Regions from separate parts of the Sus scrofa genome. Here region 1 is linked to region 2. A link is a contact called in public Hi-C data. All regions are on one chromosome and are shown on one strand. The core of a region is the stretch at or near the end of the contact, and the rest is flanking DNA. Distances in the headings are between cores, read along the strand shown.

What was found. A called contact is a pair of places that touch in the nucleus more often than the background predicts.
Region 1: a Hi-C map of skeletal muscle shows a contact between it and region 2, with 5 times the contacts expected there. The contact joins the promoter of TCTN2 here to the promoter of ATP6V0A2 in region 2. A contact is called at or near these places in 6 of 47 Hi-C or Micro-C datasets (embryonic fibroblasts, fibroblasts, heart right ventricle and 2 more) and 2 of 2 datasets of contacts at active chromatin or transcription factors (alveolar macrophages and skeletal muscle).

Annotation. Positions count from the first base shown.
Region 1 is chr14:29,331,363-29,337,623 of Sscrofa11.1, forward strand. TCTN2 (tectonic-2) reads right to left here and starts at 1,701. Exons shown (of 18, transcript XM_021072256.1): 1 at 1,162-1,701; 2 at 839-946; 3 at 345-433. The coding sequence starts at 1,315. It overlaps GTF2H3 (general transcription factor IIH subunit 3), which reads right to left. Exons shown (of 13, transcript XM_021072258.1): 13 at 4,353-6,261.
Region 2 is chr14:29,295,918-29,302,299 of Sscrofa11.1, forward strand. ATP6V0A2 (V-type proton ATPase 116 kDa subunit a) reads right to left here and starts at 1,778. Exons shown (of 19, transcript XM_021072229.1): 1 at 1,436-1,778. The coding sequence starts at 1,552. It overlaps TCTN2 (tectonic-2), which reads right to left. Exons shown (of 18, transcript XM_021072256.1): 18 at 5,931-6,157. The coding sequence ends at 6,082.

The DNA.
Region 1 (6,261 bases), core at 451-2,950, 35 kb after region 2:
GTGTGTGTCACCCCAGAAGCATATGGATTTCCAAGTCAGGTATCAGATCCAAGCTGCGGCAGATCCTTAATCCACTGTGCTGGGTCAAGGATGGACCCTGCATTCCTGTGCTTCAGAGACACTGCCAATCCCCCTGCATCACAGCAGGAACTCCTCACAGACTTTTTGAAACTAACTCAAAAACTCCTAAGAACCTCTGGGCTGGATAGGTGTCTAGGTGATCTGATAGCCCACAGTTTCATGGTAGTTCCAAGCACTGAGAAAGATCCATCTTGTCCAACCAAGAAAGCCATGCAGGAACTCTAATTATGGGCCTCTGCAGATGCTACTGAAAAGGCTTTTACCTCTGGTCTTACCATACTGGGGGTGACAGTCAAACTCCAGTTTCCAGTCTCATTGCTTAGCATTCGACAATCGGGAACTGGGAATAATCCTACGGGAGAGAAGATTAGAAAGCAAGGCAGTATTGTCCGGCAACTAAGGGGGTGCACTCCTGAATCAGGCTTCTAGGATGGAAGCTGTGTGGCTTTGGACAAGCAACAAACTCTCTGAACTTCAGTTTCTTCACGTGTTAAATGGGATTAAAAGATACTACTGTTCATATGAGAAAAATGAAGTAATGCATTTAAGACCTGGAGATAGCACAATGAATGCTAACTAGTATGATTTCAAGTTTTCGTTTACTGAATCTGTCTTTTGGTCCTCTGGTCCACAGCAGCCGCTCATCCCAACTTTTCAGCGGTCAGAGAGGCCAGGAACCCTGAGGACTAAGCTTCTTGGGCGGCCTGGCCCTGGTCCCAATCTCCTCCCTCCCTACAGGAAGGGCCGGACTCTTTACCCATCTCGTCCTGCAGCAGAGTCAGTGACACGGTCACATCCTCGGTGCCTCCGACCAGGGACGCGCTGACCGCAGGGCCAGACATGCGGATGACAGGAGGGATGAAAACTAGGTGGAGAGAAAGGGACAGGGAAGAGTTAATAGTTGCAGAGTCGAAAGGGACAGGGAAGAGTTAATAGTTGCAGAGTCGCTGCCTACGCTGAGTGGTGACTTTCTTAGGCAGTGTTTTCCAGAGCTCCGGGAGGAGACCCAAATCAGGCCTCAAAACCCTCGTCCTCACCCTCAGCCCCAGTCCCGCTGGCCCCCTACGCAGCCTTACGCACCCAGGTCCCCCCAGAGCGGACTGAAGACTCCCTGCAGAAGGAGAAACCCCAAGAGCAGAGAGACTGGCGGCGGCAAGCGCATGCCTGGGATCTCCCGTGGCCGGCAACACAGGACCGCGCCGGCCTTAGAAGCCTGGAAACTCTGGAACGCCATAACTCCGCCCTGACTGCCTCGCTACCACCATCTTGTCAAGCGCGCCCGGAGCTATGGCAACCACCAATTGGCCTCCGGCCTGACGGAGCGGAGCTTCGTGATTGGAATAGCCGTAGGGAAAGCCCGCCCCCAAATCCGGCCGCAGCGTCCCGGGCCCACCCACAGGCCTTACGTCCTCCCGGCTTGAGGACGTAAAGGATCCACGGAAAGGATCACAGAACCGTAGCCGTGCGCCTCCAATTTGAAACCGGGAATTCCCCCACCCAGAGCTAATTCAGTAATACTGCAAGAGCTACCCTACAGGTATTGGATGCTAAACAAGAACCTTAATAAGCTTGATTTTTAAAAATTTTTTTTTTATTTTCCCACTGTACAGCAAGGGGGTCAGGTTATCCTTACTTGTATACATTACAATTACAGTTTTTCCCCCACCCTTTCTTCTGTTGCGACATGAGTATCTAGACATAGTTCTCAATGCTATTCAGCAGAATCTCCTTGTAAATCTATTCTAAGTTGTGTCTGATAAGCCCAAGCTCCCGATCCCTCCCACTCCCTCCCCCTCCCATCAGGCAACCACAAGTCTCTTCTCCAAGTCCATGATTTTCTTTTCTGAGATGTTCATTTGTGCTGGATATTAGATTCCAGTTATAAGTGATATCATATGGTATTTGTCTTTGTCTTTCTGGCTCATTTCACTCAGGATGAGATTCTCTAGTTCCATCCATGTTGCTGCAAATGGCATTATGTCATCCTTTTTTATGGCTGAGTAGTATTCCATTGTGTATATATACCACATCTTCCGAATCCAATCCTCTGTCGATGGACATTTGGGTTGTTTCCATGTCTTGGCTATTGTGAATAGTGCTGCAATGAACATGCGGGTGCATGTGTCTCTTTTAAGTAGAGTTTTGTCCGGATAGATGCCCAAGAGTGGGATTGCAGGGTCATATGGAAGTTCTATGTATAGATTTCTAAGTTATCTCCAAACTGTTCTCCATAGTGGCTGTACCAGTTTACATTCCCACCAGCAGTGCAGGAGGGTTCCCTTTTCTCCACAGTCCCTCCAGCACTTGTTATTTGTGGATTTATTAATGATGGCCATTCTGACTGGTGTGAGGTGGTATCTCATGGTAGTTTTGATTTGCATTTCTCTTATAATCAGCGATGTTGAGCATTTTTTCATGTGTTTGTTGGCCATCTGTATATCTTCTTTGGAGAAATGTCTCTTCAGGTCTTTTGCCCATTTTTCCATTGATTGATTGTTTTTTTTTGCTGTTGAGTTGTATAAGTTGCTTATATATTCTAGAGATTAAGCCCTTGTCAGTTGCATCATTTGAAACTATTTTCTCCCATTCTGTAAGTTGTCTTTTTGTTTTCTTTTTGGTTTCCTTTGCTGTGCAAAAGCTTTTCAGTTTGATGAGGTCCCATGGGTTTATTTTTGCTCTAATTTCTATTGCTTTGGGAGACTGACCTGAGAAAATATTCATGATGTTGATGTCAGAGAGTGTTTTGCCTATGTTTTCTTCTAGGAGTTTGATGGTGTCCTGTCGTATATGTAAGCCTTTCAGCCATTTGGAGTTTATTTTTGTGCATGGTGTGAGGGTGTGTTCTAGTTTCATTGCTTTGCATAATAAGCTTGATTTTTATGGAGTTTTTAGGTGGAGGAACAAAAAGCTGGCCTGCAGTGCTATAATTCTATAATTATAGAATTGTTTCTATTTACTGATTTATTTTTGGTCTTTTTAGGGCCACATCCATGGCACATGGAAGTGCCCCAGCTAGGGGTCCAATCAGAGCTGCAGCTACCGGCCTACGCCCCAGCAACCTGGGATCCAGCTGCCTCTGCCACCTACACCACAGCTCTCAGCAAGAGGGATCCTTAACCCATTGATCCCCCGTCAGTAGAGCTGGTTACCGCTGAGCCACAATGGAAACTTACTATTTATCTATTTATTTACTTATTTTTATGGCTACATCCATGTAAGGTTCCTGTGCTAGGGATGGCGTCTGAGGCCGCTACCAGATCCTTTAACCCACTGCACCAGGCAGGGGATAGAACCGGTTTCTCAGAAGTCACTCAAGCCTTTGCAATGGGATTTTTTTTTTTTTTTTTTTTTTTTTTTGTCTTTTTAGGGCCACACCTGTGGCACATGGAGGTTCCCAGGGTAGAGGTAGACTCGGAACTGTTGCTGCCGGCCTACGCCACAGCTCAGGGCAATGCCAGATTCTTAACCAACCGAGCGAGGCCAGGGATCAAACCTGCAACTTCAGATTCATTAACCACTGAGCCAAGACGGGAACTCCTGCAGTGGGATTCTTAACCCACTGTGCCACAGCAAGAAGTAGGATCTGGAAATCTCATGCTCTCTTTGAGGAACTACTGATACTTTTACAAATCATGTTTGGATTATTTGAAATAAACAAAATAATCAATTTTTTTTTTTAAAACAGAGCATTAATCCTTTTGCAGATAAAGCCTAAGCGACTGCCTTTAGAATAGCAGGCTAGATAGTTAACAACTATTTCATTATTTACCCTGTAAGAGAATTTCATGGCTTTAAAACTATTACAAGATTAAAAAAGTATCCCATTTTTCTGACACCAAAGTATAAATACACCTTAAAATTGGCCTGCTCTATCCAATGAAAATACCAAATAATTGAAGTTTTGTTAATATTGCTCGCAACATAAAATTACAAGCAAACATTTAAATCTTTATTCTAAATCTTTCATACTTAGAAATTGTATATTAAAAACTTCATACTAATCTATAATTGTATAATACTTATAACAATATTTTTGTGTAGTTTTGGCAAGACATATGACCAAACCCAGTTAAAAAGTACACACTTGAAGATGAACTGAATGAGCATGAAATAAAAAATGAGTAAGAGAAAATAATGTAAGCAAATATGAAAATGTAAATTAATTTATTATAAAAATTTATACCAACCATAAACACAAGTTAAACATAAAATTTAAACAAGAATTAAGCAAGTACATAAAACATTTCAAATGATAAAACAAATTTTAAAAACCTTATCAGCTTGTTTGAGGTTATTCATATTTTAGATATATGCTGCTTTATTTTTTAGACTTAAAATAATGATCTCCATTACACTTAGGCTAAGGGTTTTATTTTATGTTATTTTTTTGTCTTTTGTCTTTTTGTTGTTGTTGTTGTTGTTGTTGTTGCTATTTCTTGGGCCGCTCCCGAGGCATATGGAGATTCCCAGGCTAGGGGTTGAATCGGAGCTGTAGCTACCGGCCTACGCCAGAGCCACAGCAACTCGGGATCCGAGCCGCGTCTGCAACCTACACCACAGCTCACGGCAACACCGGATCGTTAACCCACCGAGCAAGGGCAGGGACCGAACCCGCAACCTCATGGTTCCTAGTCAGATTCGTTAACCACTGCGCCACGACGGGAACTCCTAAGGGTTTTATTTTTGTTTCGGCCGTGCCCATGGCACTCGGAAGTTCCCGGGCCAGGAATCGAACCCTCACCGAAGCAATAACCTGAGCCACAGCGGTGACGACGCCAGATCCTTAATCTGCTGAGCCACCAGGGAACTCCTAAGTTATTTTAAAGAGACAGATTCTCAAACTCAGGGTTAATAAATATTTGAAAAGTGATCACCAAAATCTTGTGTGTATTTGTTAACAAAATCATAAATCCAGAATACAAACTTTACCTGAAATAATCTAACCAAACATCAATTGCTTCAATGAGACTCAGTTTCTGAAAGGGTATCAAGAGAAAAGTAAAATCTTATCTGTATACAAGGTTGTATACACAAATGGGTTTATCTCAATATATTTAAAAAAAAAAAAAATCAAACCAGCTCATTCATGAAAACCCTTCCTACATTATGATGGAATTTAAAGGGAGTTTTAGTAACTTCAAGCTTACATAGAAAAATATGTTTTTTGGGTTTTGTTTTTTTTGTCTTTTTTTTCTAGGGCTGCACCCGTGGCATATGGAGGATCCCAGGCTAGGGATCCAATCGGAGCTGTTGCTGCTGGCCTACACCACAGCCACAGCAACGTGAGATCAGAGTCACGTCTGCAATCTACACCACAGCTCTCAGCAACGCCAGATCCTTAACCCACTGAGCGAGGCTAGGGATCAAACCCGAAACCTCATGGTTCCTAGTCAGATTCGTTAACCACTGAGCCATGACAGGAACTCCGAAAAATATGTTTTTTTATCACTGAAATTACAAATAATTTTTCTTTTGAACTTAAGTTTTTCAGTATTAAATCCAAAGCTTCTAGAGAACAGTTCTCTAATATCAATGCTTCCCCTCACCCCCATCAAAAAAAAAGGATGAATTCTATGTGGGGGGTAACATGTAACTGCAAAGAAGCCATTCTCCCCAAGAAATTCCCCCTCAGAACCCAGACATTGGCTTTCACAAATAAGCTCTTCCCACAATTGCTTTTAAAGAAAGTTGCTATCAGACCGCTGTGCTCACTCTCCTTACTCATATTAAATCAGATTTTAGAGTTATTCACTGACAAACTAACATTCGGATAAATTTGTCCAAACATATACCGTCAGACAAAAGAATAAATATCTGCTAGTATCTGCAGCTAAGTCTCAATCTAGATGATAAGGGTTTTATTTAGATGACTATTGTGGAAGTTAACTGTTAACTCAAGTAACCTGTTCTATCTTGATTAACACCACTCCTCCATAAATAGTCACTTTTTCCAAAACTGTGCTCAAATTTCACATCATACATTTCACAGGAAGAACCTAGACTTGGGTAATAGGTTTTGACACCTACAATCAGTAAGGACAGACTAGCTTTGACAGTCATCTCACTGAAGGAAAAAAAAATTACAAATTTGTGCTTTTTCCCTCTTTCTGAACAAAAACCAGTCAGAAGAGATTTTAGGATATATTGCATAGAATGACTCCCTCAAATCAGGCCCCTAGA
Region 2 (6,382 bases), core at 528-3,027:
AAAGGAGGCTGCTTCTCTCATAACTGTTTCCTGAATCTTTCAGAAGGTGCTACTCACAGCTCAGCATAGCACCTGCCAGGAAAGTGGGCACCACGTGCTGAAGCCCAAATGGCTCCAGGAACCAGGAAGAGCTCACCTGTCACTCAGACATTTCTCTCTGACCTTGCAATTGCCTTGTGAGGCCAACCCAAGGATCAATGATATCAGATCTCAGGCACGGCTGTTCCATCTTGAAACCAAGGAGCCCTCAGAAAGATGAAGGGAAATTACAGGATTTGAAAGTTGGGTCCCAGGAAATAAAATGTTCACTCAAGTGACTTTCAGTTCAATTAGCCAGCGTTAGGTCCTGCTTCATAATCCCCCTTTCGCACTGTTCTTTTCCTTCCATGGCACTTATCACAGTTCATAATCAGAATGTGATTCTGTCTCCTCCTTAACTGTCAACAATAAAAACACAGGGACCTTGTCCACCCTGCTCACCCCTGAGTCCTCAGCACCAAACTCCGAATCGGACCAAGCAAGCACTCAATAAAAGCTTGTTCATTCACTCAACAAATGCTTATTAATGCCCACAAAGCCAGGGACTGTACTGAGTACTGAGGAATCAGGAATGAAAAAGCTCAGGCAAGGTCCTTAAATGGGGGGGGAGGTGTGAGAGTTTTCATGGTGGAGACAAACAATAAACAAGTAAACAGATACATAAACAAAAGTGTTTATTACTACTTGCTAGGGAGAGTTCCCATTCTGACTGCACTCCTGTTCCTTACTAGGCAGCGGTATGTACATCATCAGTGAACAAAAACACTCACCCTCAAAAATCTTACCCTCAGGAGCCTACACCAAGTTCATTCCCAATTCAGGCTCCAACTCTTCCTGTTCCCTCCACCTGGGACCTTGTTCCCCCAAATTTTCCCAGGGCGGGCTCCTTCCCATTCAGGTCTCAGCCCAAGGACACCTCCTTCAAGAGGCCTCCCTGATCACCCCCACCGGAATCACCATCTCACCACCTCGGTTTACTTTCTGTGTAGCAAACATATTCCTTTTTACGTATTCTTTTGCTCAATATTTTTCCTCTGCCACCTCTGTAAGTTCTAGAAGGGCTCTGAAAGGCCTCAACAGATTTGTTCTCCTGGTTAGCCCAGTGCCTGGCACAGAGTCGGCGCTCCGAAGCATCAGATGGTCCGACCCGAGCTGATGAAAACAACGAGGAGCGTTCCTAACTAACCCCGCCAGAGCGGCTGCGGACCAGACATCCGGCGACCCTGGGCTCCAGCCCCGCTCTGCGGAAGCTCAGGCCGGATAGTGGACCTCAGCTTCCCCGCCTGGGAAATGGGGAGGACGGGGCGTCCCTGCCCAGGCATCCCCGGAAAGAAGGCCCGAGCGAAAGGCGCGATGCGGTAGCTTCGCGGTCCCGCGTCTCCCGGGCGACACTCACGTCTCGGAACTGGACCAGGCCCTTCTCGCCCAAGGCGCTGAGGCACTCGTAGGCCGTGCCGGACTGCAGGAAGAGCTGCGCCAGGCACATGGTCTCGCTTCGGAACAGGGACCCCATGGCCAGCCGGGCTGCGCCCCCGCGGGGCCCGACGGGCAGCGGGCACTCCGGGCTGCGCGGGCCCGCACGGTCAAGCCGGTACGGTCTGGGGCTCGGGCTCCTCCTGAGGCCTGGCCGCGGCCCCGCACCATGGGGCTACGGACTGCAGCAGCTGCCCCAGAACCTGCCACCGCGGCCGCCGCTCCAGTCGCCGCCACCGCCACCCGCGAAGCCCCGCCCCCCGACTGCAGCCGGTTCCGGTTCCTCCCCCCACCCACCTCCCCCACCTTGCCGGCCGACCAATGGCGCCCGGAGTTGCTGCTCACGGCTGCGGCTGCGGGGCCAACCGGCGCAAACCCCAGTGGCACTGGGGAGGCTACCCGAACCCTGCCAGACCCAGGCGGAAAACAGCCGGTCGCTCTGCGGTTGGGCGCTTTTAAAAAGGAGTTTTACTGAGTTTAAATGCCATGAAGTTCACCCAACTAGAGCATACAATTTTGTAATTTTTAGTAAAGTTACAGCTGTGCAGCCATCGTCACAATCACTTTTAGAACATTTCCATCAACCCCAGAAGTATTCCTCTTGTTCAGCTGCAGTCAGTCCCTTTCCCATCCCCAAGCTCCCGACAAGCTCCGAGAATCTTTGTCTCCAAAGATCTGCCTATCAACGGAGTTACAATTTCAAGTGGTGTTTGCGGCTGGTTCCTGCCTTTCTGGCTTCTCTCTGGGTTCCTGGCCTTTGTGAGGACCTGAAAGCAGAGTCTGATGCGCGGCACTGTAATCCTGCGGGCTGCTCTTGCCTTTTACGATCTTGCGCACAGCAGCTGCAGTGATCTCTGACAAGACGAAAATCTAATGTGAGCCTACGTAAATTTTTCCGGCACTTCTCACTGTGTTCTAAATAAAATCCAAACTTCTTACCCACGGGTGTCTAACCTCTGCCTTCCCCAAGCTCTGTTCTCCTCCCGCCCCACCTCCGCACCTGCCTTCTTTCGCTTTCCAGGTCCGTGCACTTGAACTTACTGACCCCTCTCCTCCCTCGGCCTCGAACACCTCTTCCCCCAGACCTTCTCAAAATTAGCTCCTATTGGGAGTTCCCGACGTGACCCAGAAGAAACGAACCCGACTAGTATCCATGAGGATGTGGGTCCAATCCCTGGCCTTGCTCGGTGGGTCAGCGATTCTGCGTTACCCTGAGCTGTGGTGTAGGTTGCAGCCGCAGCTCGGATCCCCTGTGGCTGTGGCGAAGGCCGGGCAGCTGTAGCTCCAATTCGACTCCTAGCCTGGTAACTTCCATATGCAGTCTGTCTGGCTCTAAAAAGAAAAAAAAGCTCCTAGGTCAAAAGTCCCTGGCTCTGAAAGGTACTTCCTGACTCCTAGCAAAAGTAGACCTACCATCCCATCCCACCATAGCCCTGTTTTATTTTCTTCATAGCACCTATCACTGAAATTATCTCATGGGTGTTTATTGCCAGTTTTCCCCACTAAACTGTGTTGTCTGGACGGAAGAAAGTCTGCAGCCACCCCCAACAGTTCACCCTCAGGGGAATTCAGAATGGAGAAAAACAGGATACTAGCCCTAGTTAAGATGCATATCAAAGAAATAATTTTGATAAGCTCAGACTCGAATCTCCCCATACATATATAAGCGCTAAAATCATTAACTTGTGGTGTGTTTTTTGTGATTAGCAGTAATCTTTTTTATTTTTTTATTTTTTTTTTTGCCTTTTTTTCACTGCTGAATGTATGACAGATAGAAGTTCCCAGGCCAGGAAATTTAAGTAAGGGAGAGACTGCCTTCCAGGCTATATTCCTCAATAAATGCCCTGAATGAAACATAACTTTCAGCTTTTAGGTTGTGCTTTTTTCTCCAGTTGACAGCTCCACCAGACAAGGGACACAGTCTTGGTATCTGCAAGTCCCAGCGCATAGTAGCCTCTCAATAAATATTTCTTAGATGCATAAATGCATGTATAAACTTAGAAAAGTCAAAACCATATAGCATGCCCCCCAATCCTGTTCTAACTGCTAAAGTAAGTTTTTCCCCTTCATAAATATAAAGTCACCCTAACAAAAGCCCACAAAATCAGGTCAAATTACTGGTTACTGGAAAATTTTAAATTTACTTTCTGGGGTTCCCATCATGGAGTAGTGAATGGAATCTGACTAGGAACCATGGGTTAAGGATCCAGCGTTGCCGTGAGCTGTGGTATAGCTCACAGACACAGGTTGGATCCATCGTTGCTGTGGCTGTGGCGTAGGCCGGCAGCTGTAGCTCTGATTAGACCTCTAGCCTGGGAACCTCCATCTGCCGCAGGTGCAACCCTAAAAAGACAAAAGACCAAATTAATTAATTAATTAATTCACTTTCTAGAGCTAGTTATACTAACTTCCATAGAAAGACTGAATTGCTGTAGTTAATCAGTTAGCATTTCCTTTCCTTTGACAAAAGATAATTTTCAACTCCTAGAGAGTGTAATGACTTTAACCCACAGAGATCCACATCAAAGAAAAAGCAGCACAGCTGGGGAGAAAGCAGTGATTCCACAGAGTAATACAAACAGTGGTGCTGGAGGGAGGATTTTTTTTTTTTGTCGAGCAGCTTCACATGGAATCTCAGTTCCCAGGCCAAAGACTGAACCAGGGCCACAGCAGTGAAAGCACAGAGTCCGAACCATTAGGCCACCAGGGAATACCCAAGGGAGTAATTTTTATGTCATTTGTTACATGTTTAATATGAATTAGGAAAAAAGAGAACGAGACTTAGAGTGGAGGTAAGATCTGAAACTCCCCTGGGAATGTTGAGTGAAGATGGAACAACACATTCTGTGTGGTGCGGGACCACAGGAGGCATCAGGAACTCAACCAAAACTTGTGAGACAGGAGAGAGTTGCTTTTCAAACTTCGGTTTATCCACAGTGCTCAACAAGGACTAAATTCATCTGGCCATGGGAGTTCCCGTCGTGGCGCAGTGATTAACGAATCCGACTAGGAACCATGAGGTTGCGGGTTCAATCCCTGCCCTTGCTCAGTGGGTTAACGATCCGGTGTTGCCGTGAGCTGTGGTGTAGGTTGCAGATGCGGCTTCGGATCCCGCGTTGCTGTGGCTCTGGCGTAGGCCAGGGGATACAGCTCCGATTGGACCCCTAGCCTGGGAACCTCCATATGCCGAGGGAGCGGCCCAAAGAAATAGCAAAAAGACTAAATAAATAAATAAATTTATCTGGCCGCCAAAGAAACCTCACAGTGATCACAGTGTGGCCACTCTAGGGCTGTGGTTGAAGACATCCCTTCTTCCTACCCCACCCGATCCCAACCCCTACTGCATCATGCTGTCTGTCCCTTCCTGGGGCCCCAGGAGAAATTTCTCTTAAGACTCAACTAAGGGAGTGCCCACTATGGCACAGTGGATTAAGAATTCAATTGCAGCAGCTTGGGTTGCTGGGGAGGCGTGGGGTGGATTCCCCAGCCCTGTGCAGTGTGTTAGGGATCCAGTGCTGCTACAGCTGCAGCATAGATCACAGCTGCAGATTCAGTCCCTGGCCCAGGAACTTCCATATGCTGTGGGTGCAGCCATTAAAAAAATAATGATAATAAAAATAGGAGTTCCCATCATGGCTCAGTGGAAATGAATCTGACTAGTATCCATGAGGACGCAGGTTCAATTCTGGGCCTTGCTCAGTGGGTTAAGGATCTGGCATGGCTGTGGCTGTGACGTGGTCTGGTGGCTACAGCCCTGATTAGACTCCTAGCCTGGGAACCTCCATATGCCATGGGTGCAGCCCTGAAAAATAAAATAAAATAAAAATATCTTTAAAAATAATAATAAAAATAAAAACTAGGGAAAAATGTCCTTCATTGAAAGCCAGCTTACTTCTAATCTGTGGATCCCATGATTCCTGTAGCTAATCATATTGGTTTTTTGTAAACTAAAGGCTAAATATGGGATCTACCTTTGGTAAATACAAGATCCTTGGCATATATCTTTGTGGGCTTGTGTTCACTTCTGGTTTTGTTTTACTTAACTCCTATTCTATTTCCTTCCCCCAATCCCCACATCCTTCTTCATCCTTTTTTTTTTTTTTTTACTTTTGTACTATATAAACTTTTTAAGACTTTAATGAATTTTTAATCTTTTCTTTGGAATAGTGGAAACTAATCAGTTCAACAGAAATATATACCAAATTTAAAGACTGACTCTCTATGATGCAAATGACATTTGGACCAAGACTCCTAAGACTTTCATAATTTGTGATGAACTCAAATTTAACAATATTTATCTCCTCAGTTGACCCTCTCATGCATTTTGCTGAGTCTGGTATAGCAGAGAGGACACCCATTCTGCATTGCTTGAACATCTGGATAGCTATATACATGAGTTAAATTTGCAGAGCACTTAATAACCTTTTCTATAAAAATAAAATAATTTATTTATTAAGCTTTTACAGAAAGGTACCCAGGAGGACAGCAAAGCCCTGAAGTAAAAACAGATGATCTGTAAGAAGTCAGATGGTAGATGGATGCCAAGCTTTGCATATTCTGGTCCAGGGGTTACTGAGGAACACAGCCAATGTGATGAAGGATACCAGGAGTAAACTCTTGGCCACACACTGACAATAAGGCTCCCCTGAAAGACAATGAATCAAATTAAGCAACGTTCTTAACTTCTTAACTTTCTGGGTAATTATTTAGGTAGAAATAAGCCAAAACATAGTGATCATTTCTAAGTGGAAGCATCAATAAAAGTTTTCTACTTAAAACTTTTCTATGTGTTTTAAGTTTTCTGTGACACATACGCTTTTTTTATTTTTATTTTTTTATTTTTTGGCCATACCTGAGACATGTGGAAGCT